4 separate regions of the Sus scrofa genome follow, and all the other regions are linked to region 2. A link is a contact called in public HiChIP or PLAC-seq data. All regions are on one chromosome and are shown on one strand. Each heading gives the region's core, a stretch centred on a gene start, on an enhancer-like site or on the middle of the called end of the contact. The rest is flanking DNA. Distances are from core to core; before and after follow the strand shown.

Region 1 (3,476 bases), core at 739-3,238, 360 kb before region 2:
GACAGGAGACCGAGATTCCAAAATTGGCTTTGCTGGGAAGTGGCTGACGCAGGGCCAGCCACTTAACCTTTCTGAGTTTCTGTTTCCTCTGGAGTAAGGAGAGTGGCCCAGATGAGATAACCCTCAGGACCCTCCTGTGATCCTCCACACACCATCCAGCCCATTACCATGGTAATCACGTCTTTGACTGTTTCTTTCCTGCCTCATCTGTCCTGGGTTGAGTGACAGATAAAAGTCCTCTTTTCTATACTCTCCTCATCTTGCCTGCTTGTGGCTTGTCAACAGTACTTTATATAATCAATTCTGGAAATGTTTACCCATCTGCATTATCTGAGGGTTGTTATTTACTGTTCCTCTTATTTTTTTTTCCCCTTGGGGAGGAATTTCGATGTCTCTCTCACAGAGAGACCACAGCAAACAACAAGGATAGATTTTCACAATACTCAGCAGGAAGGGACGCTGTTTTGCTGGCTTCTCTGACAGTCTGAATTCATTGGGAGGGTACATGTGAATTGGTTTCCTGTGTTTTTCTGTGTTTTCAAGCCTGGGTCTTCTCTGTGCTGTTACTCTTAGCTGGAATTAATTTTTGTCCCTTTTCTAGGAAAATATAAATAATTACGCAGTCAGTCTTTTGGATAAAAATGTATGGCTTCATTACCAAAGAGTTAAATAGATCTAACACATCACTTACAGCACTCTCTGATATAATAACATTCCATGTAAACTCTCTGCAGTACTTGAAGATGAAGCATGAAAAGTGAAAAAAACAAGCAAACAACAACAACAACAAAACCCTAGAAGTAAGGAGATTGATTCTAGTCCTTACCCTGCCACTAGCTTAACCTGGGCAGGGTATTTCATCTCCCAACTACCTCCTATGCAAAGTAAACAGATTGGACCAGATGACTTCTAAAGTTTCTATGTGTCGAATAGTCTATAAAATGACCAACTAGCTAAGGGACTCTGGTTTACAGCTATGACACCTTTCACCATCCAAATTCTGCTCCCAGCTGAGTTTTCAACATTCACTCATCAGAACACTGTGCCAACTCATAAACTGACCTCGTCATTTTTCTGGTTAAAATGTCATAATCCACGCCAATGCGCAGAGTGTGAGGGTGCATGATGTAAATAGAATAAATGCCCCAACTTGAACATACCAGAGGTCATAAATGCCAGGACTCATAAATGCCAGGTGTGCAGGGAAGCCTCACCTCTAAGTTCCATGCAGGAGGTTTCATAGGTCTGCAGAAAAGATGCTAGATGTGCCCTCCTCTGTTCCTCAACAACCGTAAAATGACACAGCAAGGCTGAATAGCCTTCAATGCAGAAAGCAGCTCAGTAGAAACTGGATATAATGGCGACTCACTGGTTGGAGAAGAGGTGGCCCTGTACTTCACAGGCCTCTTCTAGGGCAAGGAGGGGAGAATGACTTGGAAATTTGCATGGCCAGGGGAACCCCCCACCTGGCCCAGCACCTGAGTCACAAAAGGAGCGTGATACCTCATATTGCCATAGTCTACTGGAGCCTTCCCAAACTCTTGGCTATTTTGAGCATATCCAACCACTAGAAATGCAGGAGTCCAAATCACAGGGCGTGATAAGCCATGGCTACTCCAGACAGCTGGACTGCCCTGCCTTTGTCATGTATAGCCAGACCAAAAGAGTGGCATTTATGGCATACTTCCTCCCACTGCCTTTTTTTTTTTTAAATCTATAGATAATACCAATAATAAAACTACATCATGAAGCACTCAGTGACAGGCCCAGCACCTTACACATATGATCTCATTTAGTCCTCAAAACAGCCCACCAAGGGGATGCCATTATTGTCCTCATTGATGGTGAGAGAGGTAAGGATCTATCCCATGGTAAGGGCGTCAGATCACTTTTCTTCTGGATAAATCTGCCAAGTGCCAAGTCTTGATCTTGAACACAGGAGGGGGAAACAACCCGCGAGGCAGCTGGCAATGCTATTTACTTCTTCACAGTTTGGGCCTAAGTCCTGACGAACACATATTAAATTACTAAGCGTATCTTTAAATAAATGTGTGCTACAGCTTCTCAAATTCAAAAACAATCTCCCATGTCATAATTACACTGGCTGTGACACGAGCCTCGCCGAGAGTGGATTTTTATTTTAACAAGCTTGAGTAGGTGCACGAGTGTGGGCTGAGCTTTTTGCTCGCTAGTCAATACTTGAAAGCTGGCTGCAACCTTTAATTGAAGCATGCGCCTGTAGCACCAACAGGGCTACAGGGTTTCTAGTATCAAAGACACGCTCCTCCATCCTTTCATGGCCTTACTTCTGTAAGCAGCATGATTGAACTGCGGCACCACAGAAACTTGTTTTTCCTCCTCCTGGCAGCGCAAGCCAAAACACTACTGCCCCATTCATCTCAACAACATCATAATGAAGTCCTGGAATCAATTTATAACAAGCAAAGTGCACGAATCCATTGAAGGAGTCTGCTGGCGGATGCCTTTCATATATCTCTGCACAGCCCATGAGAGGCAAAGTGTCCACGCAGAAATCCAAATCATACCAGAGAAGGGTCTTTTGCTACATCCAGAAATCTTCCCCCACCCCCCATTCCCTGAAAAGATTAAGGGAGAAGGAAGATACTGAGAACATCTAATTGTTGCTGGTGATTCCACGTGCCTTAAAAATGTGGGGCGATCTGCCCGAGTGGCTTACCATCGCCTTCGTTACAAAGAACAACTTCTTTAGAAGGAAACGGGAGCTTTTCAAGGTCTGAACCCCATTGACCTCCTATAGCTGCCTCATTTCCTACAGTCCCTACAGGCAACAGGGAACTGCTTGCCACCCCCAAACTTGTCTCTCTCCCTGTCTAACCTCTAGAGAATTTTCACAAGCACTATCCTTGGATGGAAATACCTGCCTTTGCGTCAAAGCTCAGCTAAGCCTTTGCCCCGCCCAGGAAGCTGTGCCTAACCCCTGAGTCTGATTAGGGCTCCTCCTGTGTGCTCCCAACATACACCCATCACTCCAATCTGGCATTTAAATGGGGTCATGATTTTATTTCTGTCTCGGGTCTTCAGTGGCCTGTGAACTCCTTGAAGGCATGGATTATCTCTTTCTTCCCTCTGCGTCTAGCCCTTCGTATAGTCACTGCCACACAGCAGATGCTCTATAAATAGGTGTTCATATTTGCCTATGTCCCGCTCCACCAGAGTTCTGAAGGAGCCTGCAAACCCCAGTTTGTACCCAGTTTGAGTCTGGAACAATGTATCTTTTGAAGACTTCCATGGGGCAGTGCTGTTGGGTCAGAGTAGCAAGGAAATTAGAAACATGGGCTTGGGGGTGAGGCAGGCTTGGCCTCCAGGGGCATCTCTGCAGTCATGGGCAGGATGCTCTACCTTGGAGGCAGGTGAGAGGCTCACATGCACGTGAAACTCGGGAATCTGCTTCCCCGCGCTTGGCACAGAGGAAGCACTTTAAAGATGGCAGCTTT
Region 2 (3,041 bases), core at 388-2,887:
TGAGGGGTGTCTTTCTCTGATTAATCCATTCTTTCATTCACCATGATGTCACATCTAAAACTGAGTGAAAGGAGAAAAAGGGTGGGAATTGCGGGAGGGAGGAGCCAGGGAAGAAAGGCAGTTTTGCCTACTTGATGTTTTTCCCAGGGCTGTCCCTGTCTGTGTGTGTGTGTGTGTGTGTGTGTGTGTGTGTGTGTGTGTGTGTGTCTGTGTGTGTGTGTTGTTTGACTGATTGGGTCAATTACACAAGATCTAGCTAGATATTCAGATGCCCTCAGATGTGTCTGTGTTGTGTAATTTTCCTGGCCTTGTAAAGGAACAGATCTGACTGGTCAGGGATTTTACTGGAGGCATCTACGCTGAGATTTACAGTTGATGAGAAACAAGGGCAGGTTCCTTGACATTCTATGGCCAATGTGCCTGCAATCTGAAACCTCAGGATGATACTTTCTGTGCTATTTAGCTGGTATTTTCTAGGTACAATAATTAAACAGAGACCAATCGCCAAACTCAAGTGAAAGCAGTCGATGAGAAAGTCAGTCTCCAATTCCTTCTGCTCCTAAAGATGCCAACTGTGAGTAATTCCTGTCACCTCCATCTTAATACATAGCTTCCTATCCGTCTGACCCTTGCAAACATCATTTAAATCACTTGGAGGATTTTTTTTAAAGTCTCAATGCCCAGGCTATACCTAATACAACTAATCAGAAATGCTGAGGGTGGGCTCCAGGCATCAGAATGTTTTAAAGCCTCCCAGATGATTCAAATGTGTGACTATGTCTCAGCACAAAGAGTTTAGAGGGACGGATCTGGGTAGAGACTAAGAGTTAAGTCCATGGGACGCCCTGATCTATACCATCCATTCAAGGGCTTCATCAGCTCACGCTGATGTTCTGTTTAAGCTCACACTGTTTACTGCAACGAGAATACTTCTCAATCGACACGCTCTTTAATAAAGTCTAATTTGGGCCATTTCCACATTGTTAGTGTTGACAGGGAAAGTCCCCACTGAATTGATGATGGGAGGGGTTGGTGCTTGAAAAATCAAGCCTTGAAGTATTAAGCCGGCTTCCGGAGCCCAAAAACCAACGGAAGAGCTGCTTCAACGACTTCTAGATGCTGCCACCTGGTGGGGCCTGCGCCCAACTCGATCACCGCTCCTCATTCTTGGAATCCCGGCCCCTCCCCCAAAGAGGGGTAATTTAGGAAAATGTCATGCATTTTCAATCCAATTTTCTGGGCCCTTCCACATTGATCAGACTTCCTTCTCCCCCCACCCACCCCCAATTTGGTTAATATAATTGTTGCTTTCACATGGTGAAGCCATTTTAGGTAATAGCTTTGTTTGTTACTATGGTTACAAGTTAGCAGTACTTTGGACTATAAATCTATCATTTGCAAAAGGCAGCTTTCTTTTTGTCAAGGTGCAGTCCTCACGTGTGTTGAAAAGCAAGCTGAGTAGCAGCATTCATCTGCTGCCTTAAGGAAAGTGGCCTTTCTTGGCCAGATTCTATTTGAAAGTCCTCTGAGTCTCGCGTTAGACACTCCTAGGAAATTCCTGGATGCTGTCCCACTTTCTCCCTCAGGGGATGTTCCTGCCTGAGCCGGGCACCCAGAAGAAGAGCTCGCTGGGAGAAAGTAGGAAAAGTGGCTGTGCGGCAGCTCTGGCTGCCAGACCAAAGCCCTCCTGTGACACAGCTGGAGTGGTTACTAGACTGTTGGCTTTTGGCCGATGTATTTCTCAGCTAAAGGCAAGGGTTGAGAACATAATCTCTCAGGAGTTAAATTTCTTTGGGTGTAATCTCTTCCTCTCATGCATCTGAAGTATAGCCCCTTATTTCCTCATGGAAATGAGAGTTATAATCCCCCTTTAGAAAAAAATAGCCCAAGTTCAGAGCTGGGTTCAACGTGCCACCCTCAAGTGACAAAGCGTGACCAGCATGACTGTGTCTCTGCTTTGACCATGCTTCACACCCAGCTGAACCAGACCCAGCCCTCAGAGGGCAGAAGCTGAACGGCCTGAGAAGTGGGGTTTTCCTCCTGGCCCTGGTCAAGGATAACCTTGGAGATGGCCGAGGGTTTACTGCACCCTCCATGTGCCTAACCCCAACTAATCCTCACAACAAGCCTAGGGGGTGTGTGCCCCCAGCATCCGACATCACTCTCATTTTACCCAGGAGGAAACCGAGGCTCAGAGGGATTAAGCACCATCCTCAAATCACACAACACGTCAAGGGCTAAGCCCAGACTCATCCTCTTTGGAAGCCAAATTCTGCTTTCATTCTAAGAAGTACTTGCTGCCAACTCCACAGAGACTCACTTTCCAGATTCAAAGAGGAGGGACCAGGAGAACAGAAAGAACAGGGCCCATCAAGGTCTCCACGGAGGCCTTCATCAAGCCAGGCAGAACAAACTCCATCTTCCCTCTTCAGGAGAAAGTTACTGCCTGGGTAGCTCACTGGTGAATTTCCAATGGCTACTCATTAGCTAGCCCTGTCATTTAAAATGATTGTCACAGGGAAGGAACATATTTATGCCACTCACATGGCAGGATAATTTGCAGTTATATAATTTCATGGTAATTATCATCGGAATTGCCAGGTAGAAACTAGGCACTTTGGAGGTGTATGTTCACCAACAACTGGCTACCCTGGAATTCCCCATTAGTGACATGTGAAGTTGAGGCCTTGTAAGAGAGGTCATAAATTATGAGGGACTTCACCTTTGCATTGCAATTGAAAAGGCAGGAACCTCAGAGATACCAGGAATATTTTTCTCATCTTCTTCTGGCAGGCGACGATGCAGTTGTGCAGGTTTATCCTGTTTGTGGGCATGACTGGGGTGCCCTGGTGATAGGGAGGGGGCAGAAAGAGATGTGTGAGCTTTAGGGTGCAAGCGCTGAGCCATTCCAGGCTCGCCTCTAAGCCAGGGCACAGGAGGGAAATACCAACCTGTGAAGCAGTGAGTGATGAAACTCAGAGAACCTTTGCTTGGGCTGACGGCGCAGAGGCATCATGGGGCTGAATTACTGCCTGAATGGT
Region 3 (3,039 bases), core at 142-2,641, 280 kb before region 2:
AAGAGAGGCTTCTCAATCTATATCCCACTCTGAGGTCAACTCTCAACACAGGTGCACTTGGCCATGAAGCGCTCATAATCTCAGAAACAGACACTGCTGCCACATTCAAGTTGCCATGACTCTGAACATTGTATAACATTCTGCTCCAAGCCAGGGTCGTAACTCTTGCGGCTGTTCAGATGAGAGCCCTTCTTGGTACCACTTTGGCACACACCCACTGGCTACAGTAATGTAGCAGGTGAAGGACTTAAGTGTCACTCAGTTGGTTTCCAGTTGCTTCCAGGAAAAAAAAAAATCATGGCATATAAGATTCTCGCGTCTGACACTGGGCAAACTTCCCGTGTATTTGCAGGCCACAGATAGGAGATTTGGCTATTGCTGTCATGGCCTTATGCTGTCTCCCATACTTTGAGGGACCCTGTGACACCCAGAAACCCTGGGGACACTAACAGTTTGGATAAAAGGTATAGAAAAAGCCTCTACATGTATCTGAAAACTCTGCCAAGCACCTCAGTCCTGACATACGCCATTCATGAGCTCTTCCAACTTCAGAACATTCTGTCTCAGGAGCTGTAAATTAGCTTGACATCAGATTCTGGTTTTACGGTGTTGCTACACATCTACCAGAAAGGAGGCCAAAAGGAAGGACCAGCCTCCATCCCTGTTTTCTGCAAGGGGTCCCCCTGCTTTGTCCCTGGGTGTTTTCTCCAGGTACTGTTCTTGGGCTGCCCGTCTAACATGGACTGGGCAGTTGGGGCCCTGAGGTTCCACGGTTAATAAAATAAAAAAGAATAATGCTAATTACCAGTAGTTTCCTCAAAAATCAAGAGAACAGCAAACTCACCTTAAGTTGGCCTTTGTGTCTCTGGCAACTGAAAGGTCAAAATGCTATTTTGTCACTTTTGCATAGTCATTTACGTTGATATTTTCCCCTTGTGGGCTCAAATCTTCAACGTGAAAACAAATCTAGAAACTTTCTGTTCACACGCTTTTAGGTGTGTGCCCCAAATGACAAAGGAGGGAAGCACGAGTCATGGTAACTGGCCACATCCTTTATCTGTTGGGACCTGAGAGTTAGCAGAACTTTATCTTTATGATGAAATGGCCTTTAGAAGTGGGTATTGCAGAGTTCAGAGTGCAAGCATCATTACTGAGAAAAAGCACTTTCCTTTCAAACAGAGAAACCAACAGCCATGCACGACAAGGCCCGAAAAAAAAAAAGTTGAGCAACCACAAAACAAACAAATATTCAGCTGGGTTTCAGGAAGTTTGGAGAGGATCAAACAAGACTGTCTCTATTGAAGTTGTTCGAGAACATTTGTGCTTACTTCAGCCTCAGTTCCTATTTATGCTGCTGGCTTTTATACACCGACCTCAGGAGGGCATTCCAACTTCAGGTTACTCACAGATTATCTTCAGAACAGGAGGCCCGAACATCTCACACCCAGCATGGGGGAGGGGAAGCACTCACATTTGAATTTGTTTCCAAACCACTGCTCTGTCCTTGAGGCCAAGAGATCTCAAAAACTGGAGACAGAAATTCCACAGGGAGAGGGAGAGAAAGCTTTCCCGTGGTGTGAACAGGCCCATGATGAGAAAGCCTCCTCTCGTACAATGCGAGAGGCTATTTGTGGAACCTGAGGGAAGGTTTCCACTCAGAAGGGGCTTGTCATTTTCTGCTGGTCCCTGGGGAGGAGGATAGGGTACAGCTGAATTTTTCAGCCAGCAATCTTCCAGAATGAGAGAGGGACAACAGCAACCCATCACAAACAAAATTGTTGCTTTATAAACCTATTGCTTTTCAGTTCTCAGTTCTTCACGCTCATAACAATGTTTTGGGTGGTGCTTCTATTCCCATTTGACAAATTAGAAAACTGAGGCTTGGAGATTAGGCCCAAAGTTACACAACAAATACACAGAAAAGCTAAGATGCACACTAGGGTCTTTCTGTCACTAATGCCTGAAGCCTTTCCAACATCTCACATTAACTCCTAACTACGTCCTTCCTAACAAAGCATATTATTATTATTGGCCAGAAGAAAGAGAAACTTCTGGAGAAGAATAGGAAAGGAATTTTGATCAGGGAGTGGGCATAAGGCAGAGGGGAATGTTGACAGTTTGGTCGTTGTTACTCTGCCCCCATATTTTCAAGGAAATACACAGAGGTCTCGTCTTAAAAATCTCCATGTTGGGTGTTCCTGTTGTGGTGCAGTGGAAACTAATCTGACTGGTATCCATGAGGTGGCAAGTTCGATCCCTGGCCTTGCTCAGTGGGTTAAAGGTCAGGCATTGCTGTGAGCTTTGGTGTAGGTTGCAGACACGGCTCGGATCTGGCATTGCTGTGGCTGCGGCATAGGCTGGCAGCTACAGCTCTGATTGGACCCCTAGCCTGGGAACCTCCATATGCCGCATGTGCAGCTCTAAAAACCAAAACTAAAACAAACAAACAAATAAACAAAAAAACAAAAAAACCCCTCCATGTTGGAATTAGGTGGGAAAGTGTAATTCTCATTCTGAATATGGTGCAAGTTCACATCAGAGAAGCAAGAGATGAGAAAGCTACTGTCGCCCCAAGAGTCAAGTCTGAACGATGCACACCCCAGAATCGCCTAAATATCAATGCTGTTTGCCTCTGCAGAAGAGCTCAGGAAGGTTTATCCTTATGTCAGCAAGAACAGGTCTTCCACACATTGCACATGCCTTGCTACGCGAAGAGCCACTTGGCTTCCTTTGGACCTTAGAAAGTCTTCCTGTCTACGTTGAAAAACTTCCCTTTTTGGCATTATGAAGGAATATACTTTGCTAATACAAAGTATGCAACCTTTGTACGGTACAAAATTGATGTGTATGCCCTACCTCGCCTTCCTTCCCCGTAACATCAATACTCTCAAGAACACGAGAAGGCTTCCACCCCAGAAGGCCCCCCCTCCCTTCAATCTTTTTTAAAGTTGGTACAACATGTCCATCAAGTCCACTATCCCTTCCAGAATTTCGAATGGCCATTTCAGCCACCTAAATCTGAAAGAGATAAATTTACAA
Region 4 (3,228 bases), core at 729-3,228, 320 kb before region 2:
ATGTCTGTTTCCTGAGATTGTGTCTGATATGCCTGTGCATCCCAGGTGGGGTCCAGCAGGCATTCAATAAACGCTATTGTTGGAACAAATGAATGAATTAAAGAGTTTCTAATTATGAGCTACAAATTCCTCCATCAACAAAATAATCCCATAGGGAAGTGGCAATGTACTTGGAATTCATATCTATGAAGAGTTCTATTTTCAGCTCCTTTATAATTTTTTTTATCATTTATGCTCAACTTAGTCGTTCTTGATTTTTTTTAACCCAGAGTGTGAAAAGCACAGAAGTCTTTTCCAAAACATGAAAGACAAGCAGCGTTCTTAGAAAGTTTCATCTGTATGTAGCTCATGCATGATAATTATTTTTAAGTCTCAGTTAATCACCAGATATTTTCTGAGAACAGACTGTGGGTGAGGTGCTATGGGAGATATTTGAAAAATAAAGTTAAAAACATCTTACTCTTGCGTATGCACAAAAATTGTCATTAAGGTGAGTAGAAAGTGTGTGGGTTCCAGCAGATCCACAGGTGAGGCAAATGTTTACCTAAGTGACACTAAATTAGAACTGCCATCAAAGTAGTAGAAATACTTGCTGTCACACTTTTCATAATCAGAGACTTCTATTCGAAAACACTATGAAATGGAACATGGAAGAAAACAAAACAGAAAAAAAGATCCACAAAGATAACACCCAAATTCCAACAACAAAAGTTCATACTTGTGCTTTTAAAAAAAAACCCTCAGGCATTCACTCAGGGGCTATTTACTATTATGTAAGACACAGTTCTGACAACCTTGATATCTGATTTTCCAGTATACAGAATATAATTTTTAAAAAAAGCATAGCAGAAAGGAGCAGAGAGTTCTGCTCATAGGAGCAAAGAGGAACAATAAATACTAAAGGAAGAGATAAAAAATGATAAGAGTTAGACATAAGAACTCAAAAAGTATAGCAGCATGGGACTATTGAGCGTAGGGGCAAACAATAAGCCACACCTGCAGAGTCTCCGAGGACATCCTATATTACAGCATACTGTACACACCATTATAATTAGTGTTTATAATGACTTTGAAACATTAAGAATGGATTAGCCCATGAACTCTAAGAAGACGGGAACTTACATAGTACATTTTGAAAGGTCTCCTCCAACCCGGAATAAAGTGAAGTAATTTAGACCTTTGGACAGACATACTCCAGAAAATTAATTTACATGGAACATCACATTTTCTAATAATGTCTGTGAATATGGCACGGGTATATATACTTCAAATAATAACCCCAATTACTTAAGACCTTATAATCAGGGTCTAGGTTATTCCAGCTCTAGTAAGTATACTCTGAAGCCGGCTGGAAAAATAAAGAGCTTTCCATAGTAGGAATAACTGTTATATATACTGGTATTTCATTCAATTCTATTATTAGCCAAATATCAATAAAATAAAAAATGTTCAAATACCCTCCTCTATTTTTAAAGTGACAATGTTTTTGTAAATGTTTACTTGAATTACGGGTGCTTAGGGCTGAGGTTGAAATGTGTATCATTATACAAAGATACTTGCTATTTATATAATAGCAAAGGCTATTTATATAATCATGTTTAACCTGCTGGAATTTTGGAGAAGGAAAAGTTAATAAGTTCGATGGGGGGAAAAAAGGAAAGAAAAACATAGGCACAGCTTGGCATTGTTTTCATTCAGGGCAGGTGAAGTGATAGGTTTTTAAAAGTAGGCTTTAAACATGCACCCACATGACACCAACACCCTTCTTCATGGCTGCAACAATTCTTTTTCAAAACTGCAAACCTGTTTCCAGGGCAGCTGCAAAACATCCGTGAACACTAGTTAATTTATTGGAGTCATGGAAACTGCTGCCTCTACACCTGCCAGCTAGATCCATATTGTGCAGACTCTACAATGCAAGAGCCGAAGGTCCCGTGATGAATTCTCTCCGCTCCCGGCTAGAAGGAGGAAAGGGAAGCCACTGCGTAGAACTACTTGGACCACACTTTTGGATTTCTACCGCTTCCACGCCACATACTGTCCAGTCTTCAGAACAATACTTTTTGCATTAAAATCGGCATGACCACCTCTAAATTGGTATTAAATTTATTATCTTCATCACTATTATTACATAGTTATTCTTGTTAATGAGAACAGAGTTTAAAGACTGCCGTTTGACACTTACCAATGCCCGGGCAGACAGCAGGCAGGGTCATTATCCCTATTCACAGATGGGCTAAATGGAGCTTGGAGAGGTTTTCCAGCTTAGCTGGGAATAGTGAGAAAGCGAAGCTGGGTCTTCAGCTGGGGTTTCCAACCCTCGGTCTAGGGCTGGATAAATGTTGCCACATGCTAGATATTGAAAATTGATTTCCTGTTCTTTAGGAATCTATATTCTGAGGAAGTCAGATTGGCAAGTATAAGAAAATTTTCCACAGGCGGATTTCTGAAAGTGAAACATGAGGCTATCTTACATTTTTTCAGAAGACTTTTGTCGCTAATTATATCTTACTTTCAGTTCACACTTTTTTTTTTTTTAGGGCCACACCCTGGCATGTGGAGGTTCCCAGGCTAGGGGTCGAATCAGAGCTGTAGCCACCGGCCTACGGCCACAGCCACAGCAACTCGGGATCTGAGCTGTGTCTGTGACCTACCCCACAGCTCACGGCAACGCCACATCCTTAACCCATTGATTGAGGCCAGGGATGGAACCTGTGTCCTCATGGATGCTAGTCAGATTCATTTCTGCTGAGCCACGATGGGAACTCTGTCAGTTCACACATTTTTATGTTATCTATTCATTCCTGCCACAAGAGAGAATTTACATGGCTCTTCGACAATATGCCTCCAGTAAATCACCAATTAGATGTTAATCATTGGACCTCATGACAATCTACAGAAAACTAGCTTGTTCAGTGAATGTTATAAACCAAGCCCAGTCGTATAACAGTTGTTCCACAGTTTCTGGTCCTTCCAGAGTGATAGAGATGCACAGAGTGCTAGTAAGACGCCCCAGCGCCTATCATGACATGGGTCTCAAATGCTCAGAGTAGTATATTTTGAAGTCACGTCTCTTCTTTTTTTCTGGATCTCTTTTTCCTTAATTTAAACTTTTTTTGGCATCTTTTCATATTTTATCCATTCAGGTTGGGGGGGGGTCTAGGCAGGCTATATCACATGTGTTTTCCAACAGCAAAAGGGAGTAACTCCTGGCATTAATTCCAATAC

The links. HiChIP or PLAC-seq counts read pairs in DNA pulled down with a chosen protein or histone mark.
Region 1: an H3K27ac HiChIP or PLAC-seq map of skeletal muscle shows a contact between it and region 2, with 5 times the contacts expected there. The contact joins two enhancer-like sites. A contact is called at or near these places in 1 of 5 promoter capture datasets (liver), 10 of 47 Hi-C or Micro-C datasets (alveolar macrophages, blood, brain and 7 more) and 1 of 2 datasets of contacts at active chromatin or transcription factors (skeletal muscle).
Region 3: an H3K27ac HiChIP or PLAC-seq map of skeletal muscle shows a contact between it and region 2. The contact joins two enhancer-like sites. A contact is called at or near these places in 5 of 47 Hi-C or Micro-C datasets (liver and skeletal muscle) and 1 of 2 datasets of contacts at active chromatin or transcription factors (skeletal muscle).
Region 4: a contact with region 2 is called in an H3K27ac HiChIP or PLAC-seq map of skeletal muscle. The contact joins two enhancer-like sites. A contact is called at or near these places in 9 of 47 Hi-C or Micro-C datasets (blood, embryonic fibroblasts, fetal heart ventricle and 5 more) and 1 of 2 datasets of contacts at active chromatin or transcription factors (skeletal muscle).

What each region holds. Positions count from the first base shown.
Region 1 is chr1:111,394,358-111,397,833 of Sscrofa11.1, reverse strand. All of the region lies in intron 2 of RORA (nuclear receptor ROR-alpha), which reads right to left. Among named protein-coding and RNA genes, the nearest start is that of ICE2, 94 kb to the left of the region's middle. Within about 2 kb of position 1,988, at least 3 of the 83 cell types and tissues checked have an H3K27ac peak or open chromatin away from gene starts, as enhancers often do. A contact at or near this core is called in skeletal muscle, where this site is marked.
Region 2 is chr1:111,037,642-111,040,682 of Sscrofa11.1, reverse strand. All of the region lies in intron 1 of RORA (nuclear receptor ROR-alpha), which reads right to left. Among named protein-coding and RNA genes, the nearest start is that of RORA, 320 kb to the right of the region's middle. Within about 2 kb of position 1,637, at least 6 of the 83 cell types and tissues checked have an H3K27ac peak or open chromatin away from gene starts, as enhancers often do. A contact at or near this core is called in skeletal muscle, where this site is marked.
Region 3 is chr1:111,315,068-111,318,106 of Sscrofa11.1, reverse strand. All of the region lies in intron 2 of RORA (nuclear receptor ROR-alpha), which reads right to left. Among named protein-coding and RNA genes, the nearest start is that of ICE2, 170 kb to the left of the region's middle. Within about 2 kb of position 1,391, at least 15 of the 83 cell types and tissues checked have an H3K27ac peak or open chromatin away from gene starts, as enhancers often do. A contact at or near this core is called in skeletal muscle, where this site is marked.
Region 4 is chr1:111,358,726-111,361,953 of Sscrofa11.1, reverse strand. All of the region lies in intron 2 of RORA (nuclear receptor ROR-alpha), which reads right to left. Among named protein-coding and RNA genes, the nearest start is that of ICE2, 130 kb to the left of the region's middle. Within about 2 kb of position 1,978, at least 1 of the 83 cell types and tissues checked has an H3K27ac peak or open chromatin away from gene starts, as enhancers often do. A contact at or near this core is called in skeletal muscle, where this site is marked.